2 separate regions of the Gasterosteus aculeatus genome follow, and region 1 is linked to region 2. A link is a contact called in public Hi-C data. All regions are on one chromosome and are shown on one strand. Each heading gives the region's core, a stretch centred on a gene start, on an enhancer-like site or on the middle of the called end of the contact. The rest is flanking DNA. Distances are from core to core; before and after follow the strand shown.

Region 1 (5,887 bases), core at 1,150-3,649, 200 kb before region 2:
CAGCCACGAAATGAAGTGATGGACATTTTGTTAGCCAACTCTCAGAATGTCCTTGAGCATGACAGCAGGCATAGCCAACCTCTCCATCGCACACTGGTGTTTGGTTTAAGCCCCATGTAAAGGACAGAGGAGGTGTTCCCGTGCACACCTCCTGTATTGACTGGGAGATGCAACGGAATCATTGATCACTCCGCTGACCGGTGAATATTAAAGGCAATGGTTGGCATCACAACGGGAGAAGAGCTGTAGCATATTTATCAATTGCCGTTGTGACAAAGGCCTGTTATAAAAAGGGGATGGTGAACATAATTACATTCCAATAAACGTGTCATCCTCGGCTTTGGAGAACATCACCATAACTCGTTTCTGCTTCACATGACTTCCCTGCTGTGAGATTCTCAAAACCTCATTCTAACATGCAAATGAGGCTGCCGCTCCAAGGATGCTGTAGCATATAGTCCCATTGAAGTGCTTGATAAAAGCAATTTTTCGCTGCACGCTTTGTAGATATGTCCCAGGGTTTTGATACTATTACTGATAATAATATTTGGTAAGATGCTTTTCACTCGTTTTGATTATAATGCACACACCTCATTCATACATATATTTTGGGTATTGTTCAGTGGAGTGTTCAGTCACTAATGGGTTCACATCTTAGTTTGATGCAGATGGAAGGAAATTAGCCCCATTGTGATTTACATTATAAATACATAATTACATTTTCCATTCAATTCATTTTGCTAAGCCCCAAATCACACATCAATTTTCATTAAAAAGCTTCACAATCTGTACACGTGCAACATCCTCTGCCCCAGAAACCTCTCACCGGCAGCAGAACAACAGAAATGATTCAAATAGTGGTAGAAGTAATCCAGATAATACCTTTAAAATAGCGTATAATATTAACAGCTGTAGTGGTTGTAACAGAATAATAATGATAGCAAAGGTAGTAATGGTGTCAGCAGCACTAATGGACTACTAATAATTATGGTAGTAGCAGTTAATGTCAGACTCGACCGCTGCAGGAAAAACCAGCTGCTGGACAAGCGTCCAGATATGTGGGAGGAGAAAGCACAGAGACGCTGATCTTCAAATGTCAACTTTAATGCACTCGGTCTTGGTTGATCCCCAGTCAGGTTTTATTGGTTTCAAATTATTGTAGATTTAAAAAAAATGTGTATACGTGCCGGATGACTGCCTCGTGTGACTGAATTGTGTTGTTGTGACGTAAGATTCTTCTCACGTTGTTCACAAGTCTATTGTGAAAGAGATCTTAATGTTAAAGACACAAATATGTATAAAAAAAGGGGAAGAAAACAACTCCATATTTCTGAATCAGAAACACAAATCTGTCTCTGCTGTGAATCACACACAAGTACAGAGAATAAAGATGTACTTGGAGCAAAAAATATACAGTTATATGGTAATTATTATAGACAGTGAATATATAGTATCATTTGGCAACGAGCGGATGTACGCGCAGTGTTACTATTGGTGGCAGAATATTCCAATGTAGTACAGTAATACCATCCTATAAAAAACAAGTCGTCTAAACGTGGTCTTCAACAGTGCGGGTATGAGCTTTACGGCCATGGAATGTCCCGCTTTACTGTCTGCTTCCGCATGGTGCAACTGTTAAAACACGACTCAGTTGTTGCAGAACTTGTTGCTCTGATGTGGCACACAATGATGTTGACGTAAAAAAAAGCACAGATGCAAACAAACACGGGCAGACAACACCCACGGCTCTGAGTGCACAAGTGATGTGAAACTGAGATCATGCATGAATATGCAGAGCGAGGACGAGAGAAACAAGGGGAGGTAAAAGAAATGCAGCCGAGAGGGAAAGCAGTCGAAATGGAGGGACACATCCGCCTGTGGGGATCTGCGTTCCTGTTTTCCGTCTTTCCAAGCAGCCTTTTCTCACGTTGTTCCACCAATTGTTATCAACCGTGTCCGAGGGCAACACATTGGGTTGGTTAACTACCCAATATGGGGCAGAGTGTAGACACTGAAAGCACAATGCTTTTTCTTTAACAATGCTGCAACAATGAATATGCTAACAGCTAACAGCTTCCTTTCTGGAAACAACAAAAAAACACTTGTTCAACTGAAATAACAATTCTTATGAGTGTGTGTGTGTGTGGGTGTGTAGATGCCCTGGGCTGCGTGTTAATCTGCCATGTGGCAGATAAAGCTATTTCCATACAACCTTCCCGACCTGCACGTCCACAGTCTGCACGCCTACTGACCTGACCCTTCCAACAACAACATTTATATCAATTTGCGTCCTTTCCTGACTATCTGCAGTTATTTAACACCAACTTCTTAATGTTCCCACTGCTATAAGTTTAGGACTCAAGCTCTAACAACCACTCCCTCCTCTCATTAGAAAGCCTGCCAAGATACACTTTTCATAAGAGCCTGTCACACGCTCAGACTTGCTCTCAGCCAAACGAAGATGGAGGGAACCTGAGAAAGATTTTTTTCTGCATGCACACGGTTTCGACTTTGTCCTTGTCGAATTCAAACGGTCTGTCACCAATCGGAGCATGTATGGTTGCGTTTGTGCGAATTAAACTCTTCGTTTTGCACCAGAAACCTCGTTGCCAAGTGTTGCATCTTCTTTCCCAGGTCATACAAAATAAGCTGAACATTTTCAGTGTAAAAGGGCCTCTCCACTAAATGCTACTAATAAAAAAGCAGTTACTTGGGGCGCTGCACTTGCCTTTATTTATGTCTCCAATCAGATTGCTCTGAAGCGCTCAGCGTTGAAAAATAAAATAATAAACATTGCTTGGACCGTCAGTTGTGAGTGTTTTAAGCTGGTAACTCTGCAAGTGCTGAGTCAGAATACCCAAGTGCATTGTCTCCTTCTGTTTGTGCATACAAAAGGAAAATGGGTGTATTTATGGCATCTCCTCTGACACGTTCTTTAAGAATTCGTCGATTGCCATCTGTAAATCATTCCATGGAACCCGCTCTTCTCAACAGGAGGAACAATTTGAAAGATGAAGCTGCTACAGGCATTTTAAGACGAACAACAATTTCAGTGCAAGAACAATACGCAGAGGTGTTAAAATATTCAGCAGAGCCCGCAAACAGTCTTTGGCTCTCCCTGGATTACTGTGCACTGAAATATGCAACTGATATTGGCAAAGGAGCAACTGCATCAGCTTACTCTAAGTACTTGGATTAAACGTCTTTGCATGAAATGCTAATATTGTCTAGCAACTAGTGTGCATTGACACAAATATTGTCACAAAACATTTATATAAAATATGCGTACAAGCATTTCAACACAATAATGTGTTTTACCTCTCTATTTTGCTTTGCAGGGTTTTGTAATGGATCATGATTCAAAGACCTCTGACTTGAATCAACACAAAGCGCCACGGCAACACTATCTTTGCCTGATTGCAATATGGTTAAAGCCATTGGAAATGAGTTCTTTAAAAATGCATAGGATTAAGAGGGAATGGTTTGCTGCAGTATCAATCAAGCTGAACCAAGTGAGTAAATGGACTGAGGCGAAAGGAAATTTGACGCATGGCAATTTCCACCGACGGGGCACAATAGTTGTGCCTCTTTCTTTCTGTAGCCACACGTGCCTGTGTGGGATGTTGGTGGTAATGGTCAGCAAGGTCGTTATTTAATGCTTTCAGCCCAGCATAGTCAGTCAGTTTGAGCAAGTGGGCTGAAATGTACTGCAATGGAAATAAATGCTTTCCCCCTGATTATCGGCATTGAGACATCACGGCAGAGTGGGTGTCCTTGGTTTCCATCACATGCGAAATGTAATTCAGTTAAATCTGTTTCCAGAGGAAAAACAGGTTGTTTTTTGTCTTTTTTTTTGTTCATGCCGTCAGTGCACTTTGGCACTTCGGTGATGAGACGGCTACTCTCTGTGAAAATGCTCAAATGTGATTCCTGTGTTATCTGCAGTACCAGATGACATCTATCACTTAAAATGTGCTCCTGCATCCCTTCGGCATCAGGGCTTTATATGCTTACACACATTTGTACAACTAGATAGTCAGAGAATGCCAACGCCTGGATGACTTTTAAAAGAGGTTTTCACATCACGACCAGCAGATCTGGAACGCCATGATGGTGAATCATGTCAGAATTATGCAGCAACAGAAAAACAATCAATATTTTGTGGTCAACTGTTTAAATAGAGCGAAATGAATGCGTCTGCAGGGATGCAGATATTATTTTCTGTGCAGCTCTTTGACTTAAAACCTAAAACCCCTCAGAATATTGGGAGAGATCTGTAAGTCATCTCTGGTTGAATCAGTTTTTCTCCATGCTGGCGGGATGTAGAAGTGATCTCAGTGAACCACCCACCACTGTTTTTATTTACCTTCAGGTTCATGACCTAGAAAATATGTCTACCTTACTTATTTATTCAGTCGGTGCTGTAAATGATCATCTTCCTAAAGGTCACAGCAGGCAAGTTCTAACTTTCAAGTTCTTCTTCCTACTGCTGTCCGTTCGTAAGACGAGATCCAGGAGTCTAACCAAACCCACACAAAGACGCACAAACAACCCCCCCAAACACCCACACAAAACAACGCCACACAGAAAATAAAGAAAGAACAATGTCACATGTCACAAATTCAATATAAGTTTGAACAATGAGTTGGTGATTTAAATGCTTGAGGTGGTAAAACGATACTCTGGATAATGTCTCATCGTAATAACAAAACAACATACAATCAAAAATGACTGAAATAGAATAGAACAAGTAATGGAATGATTAACAGACGAGAAGATGGTAACGAGGATAAAAGCACTGAAATATCCAAAGAGAAGAAAAGCCAGCAACTACAATACCAAGGCCACATTACTGGACGTGTGGTAAACATCTACTGAATAAATATTTACAGCTACTCCATTCATTTTTTTTTTCAAGATGGCAAACTTGAGATTTCCAATTTATTTTCTCAGAAACTAAATAAAACAACTCTTGCCCCAAATAAACTCCAGCCTGATGAATACAAATTCATATAATTAACTATAATTGTAGAGGCACGGTGGTATTGTTGGAACCTGACGTGGGTGATATTTGATCTAGTTTCAAGCTGAAAGGAAGGGTTTCAATCAGAGACCAATATGCTAATATAACACCTTAAGAAGCCTGTCTTTCAGTTCTTATCAATAAAACTCTATCCAAGAAATCCGTCTTTCAATTCCTTCCGCTACACTCGGGATATATATTCCATTTCAAACAAAGTGAAAGCAGTTATGCGTGTTCCCTGGGAGTGAATAAAAAGCAGCAAAGGCTGTATTGAGAAACTCTCTCTTAAAGTAGGGTTGGTTCTGCGAAGCAAAGTGTGGCTCTTTTGTTCCACACCACTTTTTTTTGTTGCTCCGTGTAGGTGTAAGAGCGCCTGAAAATGTGCCTTTCATTTGCCGGAAACCCATTTGGTGACTGTTTCGAAGCCAAGCAGCCTATTTATAGGTCCTAATGCACTGGCCTCTGGTGGTGAGATCAGACAACCTCCATGTTGTTCACACACTCAAACAGGACGACTTGTAGACGGTGTGTATGTGTGTGTGTGTGTGTGTGTCTGTGTGTGTGTGTGCTACTTGCTAAACAGCTCCTTGATTCGTCACCATAGACTGTGTGTGTGCTCCGAACACACTCAAGTTGAAATAGTGAATTATTTCGCAGGTGAGCGCAACTAATATCTCTTTGGCTGGTTCAAGGAAGATGCAGAGGAAGAGGAAATGTTGTACCCCAAACGAATACATATCAAGTCAAAAATAAAGTCAGACGTGAAAATTGAGAAATATCAAAGACCACAATATCATATCATGCATTTTAGTATGTATGCAAATTCAAAGAAGGCTACTTTATTTTTCTGCTCCACTGCAGCTC
Region 2 (6,326 bases), core at 891-3,390:
CCAAGTGTTATCTTATTCAGTGAAATAAGCAAAACGGATATTCCGCCTTCACTTTTGCTCAAACAGGGGAATGATACAGGGGATAAATACACCACTCAGTTGACAGCATTTGCTACTAATAGAGAAGACAACTGGTTAGTGAACGAGCATTCGATTCCCATAAGAGACGACAAATGAGTGAAGGTGTCACATCGAGTTGTATAGAAAAAAAAAAAAAATCAACAACACACAGGGATACAACCGGAAACTGGACTTGCATAACTTCTTTGTGTCTGAGAGAATATGATGCGGATGTGATGCGTCCCGTGGAGCAGAGGGCCTCTATATTTCACAGGCTTCAATAATTTCCCTTGTCCCGAACTGACAGCCCCAGACAGACGGCGGCCGGAGCAAGAAAGAAAATATGGATTACATCTCCCGGGAAAAAGGCAAGCAGTCCCCAGCGGAGTGCAGAGTCAAGGTGTGGTCCTCACACAACCACGGCAATAACGACAGGAGTGTTAATCAAAAGTCCAGGGTGCATTGATGCTCCTTCATTTCCTCCTACAGGATGAAGGCAGGTGGAGGAGCATTAAAAAGGAGACGGGCCGACGGGATCAGAAGCCAGGGAAACAAGCGGCGTTAACTATTAGCCGCTAATAGGACGGTAAAGGCGCAGATGGCGAGGCTCGCAACACTCCAGTAAACAAACTGAAAAGCCAACAGCATGTCGATTTCAGTAGACAGCCGGAGTGGAGCGGCAATGTTCCGTTCAGCTCCTTTAATTACCTGTGTGAGATTTAATCCTTCACATGACTCAGCCCATTCCTCATGATGATCTGCTCCATTCAACCTGACTTTACACATGCTGCCGGCATGCTTTTGTTGCTTTGTTTACTTGAAGTCGCAAGTGTTATGCAGAGCGTTAGGGTTTCTCGTCTTTTCAGTTGAAGCCAGTGGGGAATACGACTGGTGGGGTTTGGGTTATGTTAATGAGACAAAGACACTCAAACAGGCCCACGTCCTTTTAAAGAAAATCATAGACCAACATGGCCCTGTTAATACATTGCACGGTGGCAGAAGTCAGGGAATAAAAGGAGATGTTGAAAACATGAATAATGGTCTGACAGGGTCTATCGTGTGTCAATCCTATCAAAGATATTTTACCACTGCGCCCCTTTCTTTCCATCTCTCCGATATGAGGCGGATTTCAAAAACTGGAAAATGGGAAAATGTCAGAGTATGTTTCTAAATGTCACAGGAATGGCCTGATTTTAAGCATTTCATCTGAAAAATGCATTCTTGCCCTCTAACAATCAAGCACAAAACATACACACACATATACGGATATGCGACCATGACAGTGTGGAGCAGCTCCAGGTTTGGTCTGTTAGGGTTTAGGAGATTCACCGTTAATATATCGACTAAATTTAAACTGAATGAACTGAAGCTCGTGGGGTTCATTGCGTTTTAAGGGGGGAATTGTCGCTCTGAAAGAACTGATTTCTAACTTTGGATCACAATGTGAGAAACATTGACCGCTACCTTTAGAAATGCTTGAAAAAAAAGAAAGAAAAGGAAAGCAGCGTAGTGCAGAATATTGTTTTGTTTATAGGAAAATACAGACTGAATGGCACACACAGCTTCGCAAAGTTATTGTAGAATTGGACAATCGGTTCGGGTGAAAGGATGAAAGGATTAAGTGTAGCGCATCACAGGAGAGCCGCACATAAAGGCAGGAACGCGTGAGAGAAACGAGGAATAAAAGTTGCCACCTGAACCAAACTCGCCGCACTTTAGCGTTCAGTGAACTTCGTCCACTCGTTAAAACTTCCCAAAATGCACCGAGGACATCGAGGTGAACGTCCGCCTTACCTGTTGGCCCCTCAATGCCATCGGCGTAGATCTGAACAGTCAAAATCAGCAGGAAGGCGCAGGTGTTCATCGTGCGGCTCTTTTAGTCCACTTTAAAATGCGCAGAAGAAATCATTTCATTCACCGCGTGACGTCCGGGCGCTCGAGCGGCGCAGCGCAGTCCGTCCGCTGTCCCCGTCCTCACTGAGGGGAGTTTCGGAGACACTGGAGGAGACAGGGCAGAGCTAGTTCTGCAAACTGACGTCAGGGTAAACAGTTCAGGGGAGAGATTTCTTTCTTAGGACCACTTCCCCCCCTCCTCCCTCCTCCAGCAGCAGCTTCCATTTCCCCGCTGATCCAAAGTGTGAGCCGGGCGCCTCCAAGCGGCCGAACCGCGCAACGACACGGTGATGTTCAAACGTCGGCCGAGCGGAACACGGTGTGTGTGTGTGTGTGTGTGTGTGTGTGTGTGTGTGTGTGTGTGTGTGTGTGTGTGTGCTGTTACACACCTGCATCTCTGCAGGTTAAAGGAAAGTCTTGCCTTGTTACTTCAAATTTAAAGATATTCAGGGTTGGGATTGAATTAGCTTGTCCAATTAGTCCCGGCAAGAACTTCCTCTCGATATAATATATTTCAGGATTCAGACTAGTTTTGGTAAAGGTGTTGACTGGCTGTGTTTAAGGGTAAGACGCTAAAGAAGACATGTAATGCAAAGTGTCTTTGTGGATCGGCGGGTATCTTGGTGGGGATCAGGTGCTGATCTTTACTGCTGCCTTTTCATCCATGGCTCGGCTTGCTATTAAATATTTCTTAGAATAGTTCAGAAACTCTTAAAACCTGTCTACACGCACCCAGCAGCACAGTTACAGGATTATGAGTTTGACAGCATAGGTTAAGAAATACTCACGCGTTTTTAAACAGCATATCAGCTATCTGAAGTCTAATCAATACAGCGAAATACAACGTTTTGATTCATATGAGCTGCTTTTTTGCAGCAGAGGTGGGACAAAAGATTATATTGGAACAGGACAGATGGCTGAGCATCGCCTTCCCACCTGCTCATGACATGTGCAAAGCATATTTCTCTATGCATTCGACAGTCTGACATGTGTGCATTGAATTTGCATTTGATGAGGTTCTTCTCACAGTTGAAGTATACCTGAAACAAATCACTCTTGACTTTTATGTTCATGGTTGTGTAACTACAGCAAGTCACTTTGACATGTAGAAATGTTTTCTCCGGCATGTGGGAGTCCTACATAACATTTAAAAGCATCCAGAAGCATTAGTTACGTACGACATTATGAGTTGGTGGACACTAGTCTATTGCTGCAAGTTGTCTTGCGTTGCATTTCATTACATCATTACTCAGCCTCTGAGAATCACCGGTGATATTGTTGCAGGTGCTGATGCAGCAGTCCCTCTGCATGAACCAAGCTGGTGGCAAAACTTGGCCCAACCTAGAATCCCAATTGGATCAAGATGCTATTATGCAAACTATTCATCATTCATTTTGTTGTCTTGACTCAAATATTAAAGCTGTGGATTTAATTACAGGGGGCCCACTGACGCATCTAAAATGCTTCAAATATCCGAACACGTCTCTAATGCTGTTAGCCCCAGATGACAGATGAACGATGGGACGCTCCGTAAATTACCTAATTGAACCAAAGAAGCACAAGCTAACACCTGTAATTACACCTGCTTGAGGCAAGCCAGCCTCTTTCAGAGCTGTTATTCAGGGCACAGAGTAGTATTTTATTTTTTTAACTCAAGAGTATTTTGGCCTTAATCCATTTAAATGCAGGGTTATTTAATTTGCAGTTAAAAACCCAAACACTGACTGTTTGAATCCAACAACAGAACAGGCATCAGCATTATACTGACAGCTGCACTACGATGGAAGTCATTTCATCGAGTATTTCAACACCTGCCACTCATGACTCCTCGCAAACAACTGAATCTGCACAGGCAGATTTTATAACAACGTACTATTTGTTCTAAAAGACGTTGCCGAAAGCTGGCTATCAAACTATTGCTGTCTATCACACGGTCTCTGCATGCAGCGCGGAGCTTCAGAGGGAAATGAACAGCAAATCACACGACAGCTGTTGGAATGCCCTTTGCTTTTTTTTAATGTAAAAGGGATTCACATCAGGGGATCGCTGATCCTGTGACAGAGATGAGAAGTGTGGTGTGATGTGTGACTCAGAGGAAGGATAAACAAAACAAATCCGTCTGCATGTCTAATATATTGGCTTCCTGCAGGGAGCACTGTTCACGTCACAAAGTCATCAACGCCAGCGTTTTACAACTATTATCCACAAGCTGTTTGTGTTAAAGTAACAGACATAAAGTTGTTTGTTCTTCATTTTGGACCATTTGTGTCACTTTTCTGTGCATTATGTATTTCTGTCCTGTTCCATTCTTTCTTTAATAAAACGAAAGAGATGAGTAAAATTGCATTATGTCTTTGCAGCACATGTTATTGTCAACAGTCACAATCAGCTAATGTATAGTTCTCACTGTCAAGCATTATAGTGCAAAGATGTTAGATGGCTCTCGAGCTCTATGAAAAAGGCCTAAAAAGACAATGATGAAGAAATACTTCAAATATCGAATCCAAATTTGATCAAATTCAACATGCAAGCGTAACTTGCAAAATATTAGTTATAAAAGTAAAACATTTGCAACATTGCAGCTATCTTTCAGACAAAGGAAAATAGTATCACCAAATATCAGAAATAGAACCAAATATTGTATTTACAGAACTACAGGTTTCTTAAAAATGTAATTTGATCTTTATTAAGTTTAAAAATACAAACACAAAGTACTGTTCCTAAAACTATACACAGTAGACAAAATATGTTTGTGTTTTAGGACTGCAAATAACCATTAGTTTAATTATTGATTACGGTCTACTGTTGTTCATTGCAGATTACTCTATAAAATATCAGAAAATTGTAAAAATAATACAATTCCTTTCCTTATAGTTGTATAATCACTAAATGTACTCATGATTTCAAGTGTCCGTCACTCACCAACAGAAAGGCTCTTAGACGTTACACGTTGTTTCTCTCCCTCACTTACTTTTATGTTTCCTTGACACCTTCCTTCCTACAGCCACCTTGTTGCTATCACACACGCCTTCTGTCTCCTCTACTCTCTCGCTTCTAAGGCGGGGGTCTTCTTGATGCCTAACAGTCCTCCGTCCCAGCTCTTGGTGGATGTCTAAGACGTCCTCTGCCTCCTGGTTCCCCGTCTCCCTGAGCTCGTGGCCCTCCCTGTCCGCCCCGCCAGCCGTGAAGTGGCGATGCTGGACAGCGGAGGCGGAGAGATGGGCCAAGAGCTGAGGGTTGATGGGCAGCATAAGATGAGCGTAAGACGCCGCGGATAAGCCGGCCACAGAGAGAGCGTGGATCCCCGCGCTGGTCTTTGCGGGGGACAGCGAGTTGTGGGTCTGGCTGTTTGACCGGTTGTGGCGTTGAAGTCTTTGGTGTTTCAAGGACTGAGGTTTGAGCGAGCGGCTTTCGTCGCTAGGCTGCCTCCTCTGCTGCTCCAAAATCTCACCCGGCACTAAGGAAAAACAAGCTATTTATCACTAACGTATCTTACTGGTGTGCCAGGGTACCGAGAGGTGCCTTCGACCGCTTTCTCACCATAAACATTGTTGTGGATTTCGTTCTCTTCATCCAGGCTTCGCTTCAGGTCCAGAGCTCGCTTCACTGAGTCCAAAAGGCCAAACATCTTGCACAGGGAATTAAGTGTGACGGCATCTGACAAAACAGAAATCAGCATGCGATTAATACGATTGTCCAAAGCACTTTAAAAGAAATCAATGTCCATATATTCCACTCTAAAACTAAATTTAGCAGGTGGAGTCTAATAAAAAACATTATAAAATTTGATTTACTTTTCTAATAACTTGACTGGTGTTTTACCCAATTTAAAGCAATTATTTTCACAAGCCAGTGGGTCGTCCTCACCTGTCTCCTGCAGATTGGCCTTCTCACTTCGAACCTCCACTCCTTTGAGAGTGGCTAATAATTCAGTCTGGAGACTGGACAGGACCTCCCCCATCAGCCCCGAATCCACCACGCCCTTCCACAAGCTCAGTACTCCATCTAGACACGGTCAATTAGCTGGGATGTTATTATGATGTGTGTGGAACTCTGTGTGTGTGTGTGTGTGTGTGTGTTTGTCTTTTCATGTAATAATGTATTAAAATAAACCCGCACAGAGAGAAAAAGCGGCCTTGCAGAGGTGATTTGTGTGTGTGAGCTGCAGCGCTGGACAGACAAAGAGATATTAAGGCAAAGGAAATAGGAAATGTAGGATTAATGAGATGGCTGTCAGGGTTGGAGAAACAAAGAAAAAATATATAATGAGATAGAGGAAATGGGAAGGGCGCTACACTCGGTGGCAGGATGTTAAATGGGTGACGGAGGTAGAAATGAAGGAGCAGGAGTATGCTGAAAAAAGAGGTGAGGAA

Evidence for each region. Hi-C and Micro-C count contacts between places; a contact is called where the count stands out from the background.
Region 1: a Hi-C map of tail fin shows a contact between it and region 2, with 4 times the contacts expected there. The contact joins the enhancer-like site here to the promoter of ptprub in region 2. A contact is called at or near these places in 5 of 6 Hi-C or Micro-C datasets (liver, skeletal muscle, tail fin and 1 more).

Annotation. Positions count from the first base shown.
Region 1 is chr20:11,707,968-11,713,854 of fGasAcu3.hap1.1, reverse strand. No RefSeq gene overlaps it. Among protein-coding and RNA genes, the nearest start is that of paqr7b, 31 kb to the left of the region's middle. Within about 2 kb of position 2,399, at least 2 of the 9 cell types and tissues checked have open chromatin away from gene starts, as enhancers often do.
Region 2 is chr20:11,508,570-11,514,895 of fGasAcu3.hap1.1, reverse strand. ptprub (protein tyrosine phosphatase receptor type Ub) reads right to left here and starts at 2,140. Exons shown (of 29, transcript XM_078095254.1): 1 at 1,855-2,140. The coding sequence starts at 1,924. It overlaps LOC120810248 (glucocorticoid modulatory element-binding protein 1), which reads right to left. Exons shown (of 10, transcript XM_040164647.2): 8 at 5,821-5,958; 9 at 5,494-5,610; 10 at 3,946-5,410. The coding sequence ends at 4,917.